Linked DNA regions of Rattus norvegicus: region 1 is linked to region 2. A link is a contact called in public Hi-C data. All regions are on one chromosome and are shown on one strand. The core of a region is the stretch at or near the end of the contact, and the rest is flanking DNA. Distances in the headings are between cores, read along the strand shown.

Region 1 (5,277 bases), core at 1,792-4,291, 160 kb after region 2:
CCAGAAAAATATTGCCTTGTGGTCTGTTGGGCAGGAGCAAAGGCAGCACCTGAATGTGGCCATCATCTTCAGTGTGAACTTCTAAGTCCTAGCCCAGGTGGGTAGCCCTCACTTCTCATAGCTTCAGAATATGGTATTGGGGCAGGTGGGTGGGGCAGCCCTGCTACTCATTTTGAACACTGAAGATCAGGTCATTCCATGGTTATCACTTTAATAATGTAAAACTCAAGCAGGTGATGAGCTCTCACTCAGCTGTCTAAATGCACCCTCTACCTACAGGAGCAGTGACTAAGGACCCTTTGGTCCCCACATCCCTGGTCGGCGGTGGAGGAAGGGCAGGCCAGGCAGGCATGAGGCACAAACAGTCTTTATTGGGTTCACACCAAGAGTCCATTGGTCTTGAGGACCTCTGTGAACTTGCAGATTTTCTTCTCCACATTCTTTTCTGCCTGTTTCCTTAGCCTCTGTGGTTTGAAAAGACAAGTGTCAGAGATTTGTTGCTTTTGTCCCAGGGCCACCCTAACCCTGGAGTGCAGGTTCTATCCTCACCAAGAGCTGCTTCTTCTTCCGGTAATGGATCTTTGCCTTTTCCTTCCGTTTCTCCTCCAGAGTAGCTGTCACTGCCTGGTACTTCCACCCGACCTCATGAGCCAGACGCCCCAGGTAAGCAAACTGCAGGGGCACAAGGCTGTAAGGACATGGAATGTGCCCCAGCAGCAGAGTGAGCTGGAGGGCCTAAGGACCCTACTTCAAGGACTCATCCCAACATGGACGCTCTCCTGGCATCAGCTCAGCCTTTGGCATTATCGGCACTGTGGCATCCGAAGACCATCGTGAGAATATACCATCATCTGCCAGTCTTGAGGTCCCACAAGTTTATTCTGTAGCCTAGAGCTTACCTTTCTGGTAGGCTTCAGCCGCACAACCTTGAGGGCAGCAGGGACCACCATCCGCTTTTTCTGTTAGAAAAAAATAAGGGCTCAGAGACGTGTTGGGTGCACTTGGTAAGAAGGCTGATGGGTCAGGCGTCTCAGCCAGTGCAGTTTTCATGAGGCTCAAACAATGTAGGTAACAGAACATCACAGACGCTAGATGCAGAGAGGCTGTGAGGCTAGGCCTGCAAGGCTCACCTTGTCATAGGGTGGAGGGATCCCATCCAACACCTTGAGGCGTTCCAGGGCAGCCTGGCCTCTTTTGGTCTTGTGCGGCAGCATGCCTGTGGGTGTAACAGCAGCAGGCCTCATCAGAGGTGCTGAGAAACCCACCTGACCTCAGGAGCAGGGCATTAGGCCAGCCTCAGATGGTAGTGCATGTAGAGTCGTCTCATAGTCAGGCAACTCGAACATGAGTGGGAGACATCCTCATCACAAGCTGCCAGATGCTCCCCTGCTCTCCATGTCACCCATGGGACCAGCTTACCTCGCACAGTGCGCCAAAAAATGCGGCTTGGGGCTCGGAAGTGGTAGGGGCCTCGAGACGGGTTGGTGTTCATCCGCTTTCGGAGAAAGGCCAGATACTTTACTGTCAGAAGGAAAAGTATATGAGGCCTTTTGGGTCCAAAAAGCAACTAAGGACCTGCTTAGCCCCACCCAAGCCCACCACCCCAGCCCTAACTCACACTTGTTTCTGTAGAAATTTCCAGAAATGTTGATGCCCTCACAGCGTACAACCACCACCTTTCGGCCTAGAAAGCATGGGGTTGGAGACAGTCAGGAAAGTCACTGAACACCCAACAAAGCCACAGAGCACTCGTGGAATGCAGATCTGTTCCAAAATCATTTCTAAGCCATGAACCCCAAGTAAGCAGGGGCAGTAAGTCTCAGAGCGGTGCATGGGTTGATCTCACAGTCGTGAGACTCAAACGAAAGATGGTGATTATTGCTCATCACAGACTCTCAGGCAAATGTGGATGTTGAATGAAACTTACCCAGCAGTACCTGCTTGGCCACAATGGCCGCCAGGCGGCCCAGAAGATGGCCCCGGCCATCCAATACTAGAACCTGTGGAAAGAGGAAGGCTTAGTAGGCTTTCCCTACTCCAAGTTACCAACCCCTTCACAGTGCCTCTCCCCACAAGGATGCCTATAACCCAGATGAACCACGTGTCCCAAAGGTACATTATTATGTGCACACAACATGACTTTTTAAAATGGAACTTCATGTTACCCTACCAGGCCTCAAATTTCAGGATAGCTGGGATCCATGGGCACACTATGACCTACAAAGGGTCTAGACTTGGTTTCAGACTTTAGCCCATTGTTTAGTCCCACCAAATCCCCAGCTTTCTCACTAAGAGCAGACCTGTTGCTCTAAGCAGCACAAAACGAACCTGTAGTTAGCTAGACTACAATGGCTGTCCTGTCTGCAATTCTGAGCAGTGCAGAACAGTACAACCCAAACTACAAGAGAAAACCATTGCACACTACCGTTTACATTTTTAAAGTGAAAAACTGTCCCAAACAGCGTCATCTACTTCCTTAGCAACAACGTACCCTCAAGACATCTAAAAACAGCAGGAAAGGTGCAGTTCAACTCCTGTCAACCCTCAAAGTCATGAGGTTTCTCCCTCAGTCTGTTTTACAAGTCTGCTTCATCATTTCACCCCTTAATTCTGAACATTTAACACCCTCAAAAGGGCTACAAGCCCAAATATTAGATGTTACAAAAACCCTAAGTCATGCAAAACAGGAGCCTCCCACTAACAAAAGTACAATACCAGGCATGAGCAATTCCAAGGTCCCCACACCCCAATGCCGGAGATGAAACCTATAAAAGTTCTTTCCGGTGTTGGGAACCCGAGTCCCACTCCCGTCTTCCCCAGGAAAAACGCTAGGCTTTCATCGTCCCATACCTAAAGACTGCCGCGGCTGGTTATGCCCACGTTACACAACCCCCTCGCGTCAAAACGTTTGCTTAAGTCCCATCGCACAAGCAGAGTGGAGCAGTGGGCTCCCATTCGGCTCCCTCCTGGAACCCACCCCAACCCCACACCGCCCGGCGCGCAGAGTCCGAACCTGCCCCTCCGCCATCTTCGGCAGCCGCCTAGGAAAGGAAGAGGTCTTGGCGCAGGGTTTCTTATCCCTTGCTGCAGGGGCGGAGGAAGTGACGCAGATGGCTCGAACTGAAGGGTTTCTGTTTTCTCATTGATCGAAGCGGTGAGTGCGCGCACACCGGAGGCGGGCCACTTTCATATTGTCCAATCAGACTATCGCATGAGTTGGATCTTGGCGGCCATGACTGTGCGGGGCGAGAGGTCACGTGGTTCTCGAGGCGTCTTTAGCCGTACAAGGCCATCCAGCCGCTGCCGCCATATTTTGGAGGGATTGCACGTCTCGGTTCAGGTGTCCGTGATGTGGAGCGCCATTACTCCCATCAACGAATGACGGTTGCAGAACATGTGGTGGCCATAAGGGGGCGAGAATATGTCTTGGCCCGCCCTTCAGAGCTGCGTGTGTAACGGTCCCTCCCCTCAACCTCTTGGTGTGCTGAAAATTGCTGGCCTTTCCTGAGCCTAGGAGTTTCCTTCTGTCAGACAAGTCGGGGTAGTCTTCCTAGATGGAAGAGTATGAAGGAGAGAAGGCCTTTCAGGTTCCTGAGACGCAGATGCACTCACTTGCTGCTGTACCCAGCTGTGAATGTTGTCTGAGCTGCCCTCCCTGCTGTGCACCTATAACCGCCCACCACCAAAGGAAACAACAAAAAGGCAGTAGATTGTTCAGTATGAAAGACTCATTTTGTCCTGAAAAATCTCCCTAAACATCCCAGCCTGAGTCGGTTCCTCCAGGAGGTTCCAACACTGTTTTGCTTACTTGTTACACTTTGGTGCCATGATTTTGGGGAATTGGACTGCTTCTGCTTCACATCATAGTCCTATGGAGCATTCCCCCGTGCTGACCCTGGGCTGCTGAAGGCCTCAGAAAACAAATAGAACCTTTTGTTGTCCGTTCGGGTTTTTGATACAAGATTTCTGCAATCCAGGCTGACCTTAAACTTAAGATCCTGCCTTAACTTCTGGAGAGCCCGTATTGCATCACCAAGCACCAAAAAACCAAGATTCTGAAACCTAAAAGGTCCACCCATTCCCTGTCCCATCCACAGATAGGCCTGGAAGAGCTGGTACAAAAAAAAAAATTTTATATACAAGTTCATGGGGGCAAGGGCTTTGTACAGAATGGGGCGAGTGGGACTTTTGTTGAGTTCTGATGTTGTCTCCATCCTGGGGAGAGCTGGCTGAGGCAGGTCCAAGAGGAGGCCAGCCTCCACCCAACTGTCCCTGTGTCCAGGCTGTGCAAAACGTCTGTCAGATGACTCCGGCTTGGCCTCAGTATCCTCTGTAAAATGGGATCATCAATGGTCTGTCTGAAGTGGAGTTCACAGACTGCATTCTAACACTGACCTATGCCCCCATCCCCTTTCTGTGAAAGACAAGCAAATCCTCTAAGATTGAACTACACCCTCCCACTCCCTTACCCCCTCAACACTGCTTAGGTTAGCCTCAGACTTCTTTGCAACAGTAGATAACCCAGAATTCCTGATCTTTCTGCCTCTTCTCCAGAATGTATAAGGGAGTACAGATTTGCACCACAAAAATCTGCTGCAAGTCTTTTTTTTTTTTTTTTTTTTTTTGGTTCTTTTTTTCTTTTTTTTCGGAGCTGGGGACCGAACCCAGGGCCTTGCGCTTCCTAGGTAAGCGCTCTACTTTTTTTTTTTTTTTTTTTTTTAAAGGAAGTTTTACAGCCAAGCCTGGTGGCTCACCTATCTTGGAGGAGGCAGAAGCAGGTGGATCTCTGAGTTCCAAGCCAGCCTGGTCTACAGAGTGAGTTCCAGGTCAGATAGGACTACATGAGACCCTCATTTCAAAACCAAAGGAGTCATGGCCTTCAAGCTGGGTTAATGGGTAAAAGGCCTCTGCTGCCGAGTTTGACCACTGGAGTTCCATCCAACACTGGAGGGCCAACATGGTGAAAGAACCAGCTTCCCACATGTCCTCTGACTTATATACAGGTGCCATAATACACTGTGCCCGCTCCCCGGGTGTAATCCTTTTTTCAGTTTATTTGGTGGGGGAAGTCTGGCATAATTTCTTTTAAAAAGAGGAATTACTGTCAGGTATGGTAATACACACCTGTGACTCCAGCACCCCAGAGGCTGAGACCGGAGTATTGCCCCTACATTCCAGGCCATCCGAACTACATAGACCCTATCTCAAAAATAAATAAGTAGAGATGGGTTTACACACATGTACCGCTATGGCTGTGTGTTTCAGAAATGGGAAACC
Region 2 (5,046 bases), core at 1,572-4,071:
TGGTGAGCCACCATTCCTGACCCCTGACTCAGGTCAGAACTGAGTATAAGAAGAGCTTGGTAATCCTGAAAACCTCATGTGGCACTCAGGTCTTGGGAGGTAGAGGGAGGTGGATCTCTGTGAGTCCCAGGCTATGCTCTCCACATAAGTTCCATTACAGCTAGTGCTACATACAGAAAGAGATGCTATCTCCAAAAGAGGGAAGGAAGGAAGAAAGAAAGGAAAGAAAGAAAGTTGGACATGGTGGTGCACTCCTTTAATCCAAGCACTTGGAAGGCAGAGGCAGGCAGATCTCTGAGTCCGAGGCCAGCCTGGTCTACAGAGTGAGTTCCAGGACCGACAAAGCTACACAGGGAAACCCTGTCTCAAAAATCAAAAATAGGGGCTGGAGAGATGGCTCAGCGGTTAAGAGCGCCCGACTGCTCTTCCAGAGGTCCTGAGTTCAATTCCCAGCAACCACATGGTAGCTCACAACCATCTGTAATGGGATCTGATGCCCTCTTCTAGTGTATCTAAAGACAGCTACAGTGTACTTATATATAATAAATAAATAAATCTTTAAAAAAAATCAAAAATAGGTAAATGAAGCTATGAAGTGAAAGAGATGAAGCTCCCCCACCCCCTCCCTTTTTTTTTTTTTTTCCTTTTTTTCGGAGCTGGGGACCGAACCCAGGGCCTTGCGCTCGCTGAGCTAAATCCCCAACCCCCCACCCCTCCCTTTTTGACTGTACCTCTATTAACAGTCATAAAGTAAGCTCCAGAAATTAGATTTTTGATTTTTTGTTTTTTGGTTTTTTGTTTTGTTTTTGGTGTTGTTGTTTTTCCAAATCAGGGTTTGTCTGAGTAACATCCATGTCTATCCTGGAACTCACTATAGACCAGATTCTCCTGCCTCTGCCTCCCCACGGCTGGGATTCAAGGCTTATGCACCGCCACACCCAGAAATTACATTTCTTTGACAGACAAAGCACACAGAGTGTCTTGGTAGGGGTTAGGGCTGTGACTGGCTCGAGGAGGAAGGTTCTCACCAGTCTGGCAGCAACTCTTTAATCTTCTCCATCAGTCCTAGGGAAGGGTCCAGCTGGAGGAGACAAGCAAGCTGGATTGTACTGAAGAGGAAAAGCCAGCTGAGGGGCGTTGCCGGGACCACACCAGCAAGAAAGTCATTCTGTGTTGAGAAAAGGGCATCTTCAGTCCTACGTTCCCTCTGAGCACATGCTCGGTCTCACTCGCAGCAGTTTACAGGGTCTTGGATGCGGGCAGCGCTCAGGGCTCCTTTTACTGAATGTATTTAGTAAGGAGTTGGGGGCATGGTATAGCCTTTGTCTACTCCCCAGTGAGGGGCTGAGGCTGGGAAAGAGTCTCTCCTAGAGTCCACCCTGTGGAGAGTTAGTTAGTGGAGGGAGGTATGGCTTGGTGGTAGGGAAGTCTCCTGGAACCTACCAGTACAGGGGTTGGGGTTGGGGGTGAGAGTTCATTCAAGCTGTCCTAGACTGCTCAAAACCCTGGGTTCTGAACCTTGGCACCAATAAGTCAGTAAGTAAACAAATAAATAAATCCAAGATAAGGAGACTATACTGGAAGTTGTTGGGGGAGGAGCTGCATGGGGAGTGCAGCAGGGGTGAGGTGAGTCAGGAGCAGAGCGGGTCAGGTCAGTACAGAGCATCCCAGAGGAAGCCATAGTTAACAGTAGCCTGAGACTGGACACCCAGATCTTCAGAAGTGGGTTTCAGAAATCCCAGAAGCAGGTACCTGGTTCCCCAGAAGGAAATCAGCCAATAGCTCTCCTCACCCAGACACGCCAGAGATTCCTTTTCCAGGAGCGTAGGGCAGAGAGGTAAATCTCCTGCCACACTGAGGAGCTGAGCTCCACTTCTGCCCCGTCGGAACTGAGTGAAGACAGCAAGCTCGAGGCCTGGTGTGCCTCAGCCATGTTCCCTGGGACCCCTAGGAGAAAGGCAGAGAGTCATTCTTCAGGACCTCGTGCCTCCTCTCAGATCCACGAGTCCAGAACTTGGTCCTTCTCCCTTGGACCCACCTATGCAGACTTTGCTTCTACTCTCGGGTGTGTGTGGGGTGGAGGATTCCAGGCCCGGAGAAGTCTAGACCCCAGCCCCCTCTCTCATACTCTATCCCTTCCTCCCCACAGCGGGACCGCATAAGCTGCTCCAAGAACCTGAAGGGTGCTGCAGCTCACTGTTTGGGACAGGAATTCATTTAATTGGGGATCTCTGAAAGAATTAAGGCTGGAGAGCAACCTTGAGACCTGTATTACTGAGAATTCATTGCTCAGTATTCAGGATGGGAGAGGGAAATTGATGCAGGCTCAGTTCAAATAAAGCACACTATTTTTTCGCTTTTTTTCTTTTTAACGTACTAGTTTTTAGACCCATAGGGAAATGAACATTTGCCGACGGTGGCACTGTTCATTTCCAATTGCAAGGCAAACACATATGGGTTCCCTTCCACCATGGGGTCTGGAGAGGGATGAAAGAGGAAGCATCCTACTGCGCATGCCCGGCATCGAGGGATGCTGGTGACGAGCGGAGGCATGTCCAGGACAAGTGATGGAGAAGCCCCACTTGTCTGCCCCAACACAAGGCCCATAGCCCCTCCTATACCCGGTACTAGTACTTACACCGGTCAGAGGTAAGCAGCTGCGGTTCCTGGGGTCAATTCCATATAGACCTCCGTCCCCCAGTTTTGAGTCCACTACTGTTTCCCTTGTACATACATCTAATCCCCGTGTAATGAATCCACGAACTGATCAACCGTCTTTGGCTGTTATCCCGAAACCCAGAGCCACCTTGCGGGCACCTCCTCGTTCCCTGAACTGGGTGTTCAGGTCCTAGGTTTTATCCCCGCCTCCTCTGATCCCTCCGCGTTCAGTCCCTGCCCCTTTCCAATCCCTCCGCATTCTCTCCCCGCCCCTTCGGAGTCCTAGCGTCCAACCCTCTTACCCTAAGCCTGTTTTTTTTGTTTTTTGTTTTTTTTTCCTCCTTTCTTTTCCTTTTGTTTGTTCAAGAAACTAGAACAGCCTTGGCCTCCCTCCCTGCCCTCTTTTAGGTACAGCATCATGTTATGCTTGTCGCTGTATATCTGCTGGAACACATCTTGGGAGATGCTTCTCAGGCTGACAGGTCAGAACCATCCACAGCAGGCTTACAAAGAGGCTCATGAAACAGGTGCCACTGGGGAGATCCCAGCTAGACAGAGGGACGGTGCAGGATGCATAGATACACACAAACACAACAGTCTGCTTTATTCCACTCTGGGATTTCATATTCGGTCCACGATGGATCTGGTGTTCTTTTGGGTCCACCCCAGGACAGCCCATTGTCACCCAGAAAGAAGGGCAGTATCCAGGTCTCTTCACTGCAGGTAGGGATCTGTGAAGGTCCTAGGGCTCAGGTTTCCTTAGGTTAGGAGGTGGCAGGGTCAGACCGGAAGTTCTAGCAGGATCCAGGAAGCTAGCTAGTGTGGCTGAAGAGTCAATGCATCAGGAACAGGGTGGGAAGCCAGATCAAACAGGTGTCTTGTCCAAGGGCATTCAGGTCTGCTCAGTGAGCTTTCTGGCTTTAGGGTTACTGACCCCTGATTGGCCGATTGGCCATGCAACATAGGATCCAAATTCCCACCTGTCCCCAGACCAGGGTGACCCAGCTTCCATAAACACTGGTGGATCAAGATAATGGTCTTGCCCTTATTCCAGAAGACAGGAGAGTGGAGGGACCGGATCACTGGACTGGAACTAGCTTACTTAGAAACAGCACAGGAGGGCTGGAGAGATGGCTCAGCGGTTAAGAGCATCCGACTGCTCTTCCAGAGGTCCTGAGTTCAATTCCCAGCAACCACATGGTGGCTCACAACCATCTATAAAGAGATCTAATGCCCTCTTCTGGTGTATCTGAGGACAGCTACAGTGTACTTATATATATAATAAAATGAATAAATCTTTAAAAAAAAAAAAGAAAGAAACAGCACAGGATAAGAAAGAGCACTGCAGGGGTTGGATTTAGCTCAGTGGCAGAGCGCTTGGGGGACACTCGGGGGGCAGAGGCAGGAGGACCTCTGTTGGAGCTGAGCCTGGACCATAAGGCAAGTTCCAGGATAACCAAGGCTGCAAAGAAACCCTGTCTTAAACCCCCAGATAACAGAAACAGCACAGGACATGGAAGGTCTGGGGTCAAAGGACAGATATGGCTGGCCCCCACTGAGGACTGTCCTCAACCTTGGCTCCAGGGAAGAACCTCAGGAAGGTCAGGGAATGCTGAGACATGGTGAGGCCAGGAACCCTTGCCTAGCTTGAGGGACACACCCCTAGACCTATAATGGACAGTCCTCAGGGAGTGACAGGCTGCTGAACTACCCCAGCCCCCAGGGCAAGAAGTGGCACGGTCAGCTGAGGATTTATTGGCATAAACGCAACCATATAAAAACATAAGTTATGAAAAACACTGCCACGATGTACCCTCCCATCCCCCAAGCCCAGCCCCTGAGCCCCCTTTTGCAGGAGGGCCAGCCTGGCACCTCCTCAGCGCATCCGGTAGTCGGTGGAACAAGAGAGCTCACACAGCTGACCCTTGAAGTCCAGGTCGATGGTAAAGTCCAAGTCACGCTGAAGGGAAAAGGTGAGAGACAGGGCTCAGGTGTGCTATCAGGCCAAGGGTCAGGTAAATGTGCTGGCCCCTTCTGCTAGCACAATGCATACCCCGCACAATGACTGCACTACAGGCTACAGTCACCCCACTATGTTCTCCAGGACCAGCAGTGCTAGAGCCTACCACTGTTTCCAGTCCCCCTGGCAAGCATCCTGAAACCCCTCCACCGATGGATCAAGGCTGTCCTAGCATCACACTGAGCTCTGCCACTTGCTATTTTAACGTGTACAGGGAGTCAGATGATTTCAGTGCCCACAGGAAGGGTACTGAACTCAGCAGCCACACAGGGGCTTCCTAAGGTACCTACCCACCATAGTACCTAAGCTGGCACTGTTCAACTCTACCCAATACCATGTTTACTCTCCCTCAAGCCTCACATTGTTTT

Evidence for each region. A called contact is a pair of places that touch in the nucleus more often than the background predicts.
Region 1: a contact with region 2 is called in a Hi-C map of the A7r5 cell line, with 2.1 times the contacts expected there. The contact joins the promoter of Rpl13a here to the promoter of Cpt1c in region 2. A contact is called at or near these places in 8 of 12 Hi-C or Micro-C datasets (the A7r5 cell line, Schwann cells, frontal cortex and 4 more) and 1 of 1 datasets of contacts at active chromatin or transcription factors (oligodendrocytes).

What each region holds. Positions count from the first base shown.
Region 1 is chr1:104,745,872-104,751,148 of GRCr8, forward strand. It overlaps Rpl13a (ribosomal protein L13A), which reads right to left and starts at 3,042. Exons shown (of 8, transcript NM_173340.2): 1 at 3,014-3,042; 2 at 1,928-2,000; 3 at 1,619-1,684; 4 at 1,420-1,521; 5 at 1,131-1,216; 6 at 900-959; 7 at 550-672; 8 at 352-464. The coding sequence starts at 3,028. The coding sequence ends at 378. LOC120100339 (small nucleolar RNA Z195/SNORD33/SNORD32 family) reads right to left here and starts at 1,896; the gene lies at 1,814-1,896. Snord35a (small nucleolar RNA, C/D box 35A) reads right to left here and starts at 856; the gene lies at 777-856. Snord33 (small nucleolar RNA, C/D box 33) reads right to left here and starts at 1,375; the gene lies at 1,291-1,375. It also overlaps LOC120100340.
Region 2 is chr1:104,590,942-104,595,987 of GRCr8, forward strand. It overlaps Cpt1c (carnitine palmitoyltransferase 1c), which reads right to left and starts at 2,822. Exons shown (of 19, transcript NM_001034925.2): 1 at 2,639-2,822; 2 at 1,793-1,947; 3 at 1,029-1,168. The coding sequence starts at 1,933. It overlaps Prmt1 (protein arginine methyltransferase 1), which reads right to left. Exons shown (of 10, transcript NM_024363.1): 9 at 5,039-5,046; 10 at 4,398-4,618. The coding sequence ends at 4,535.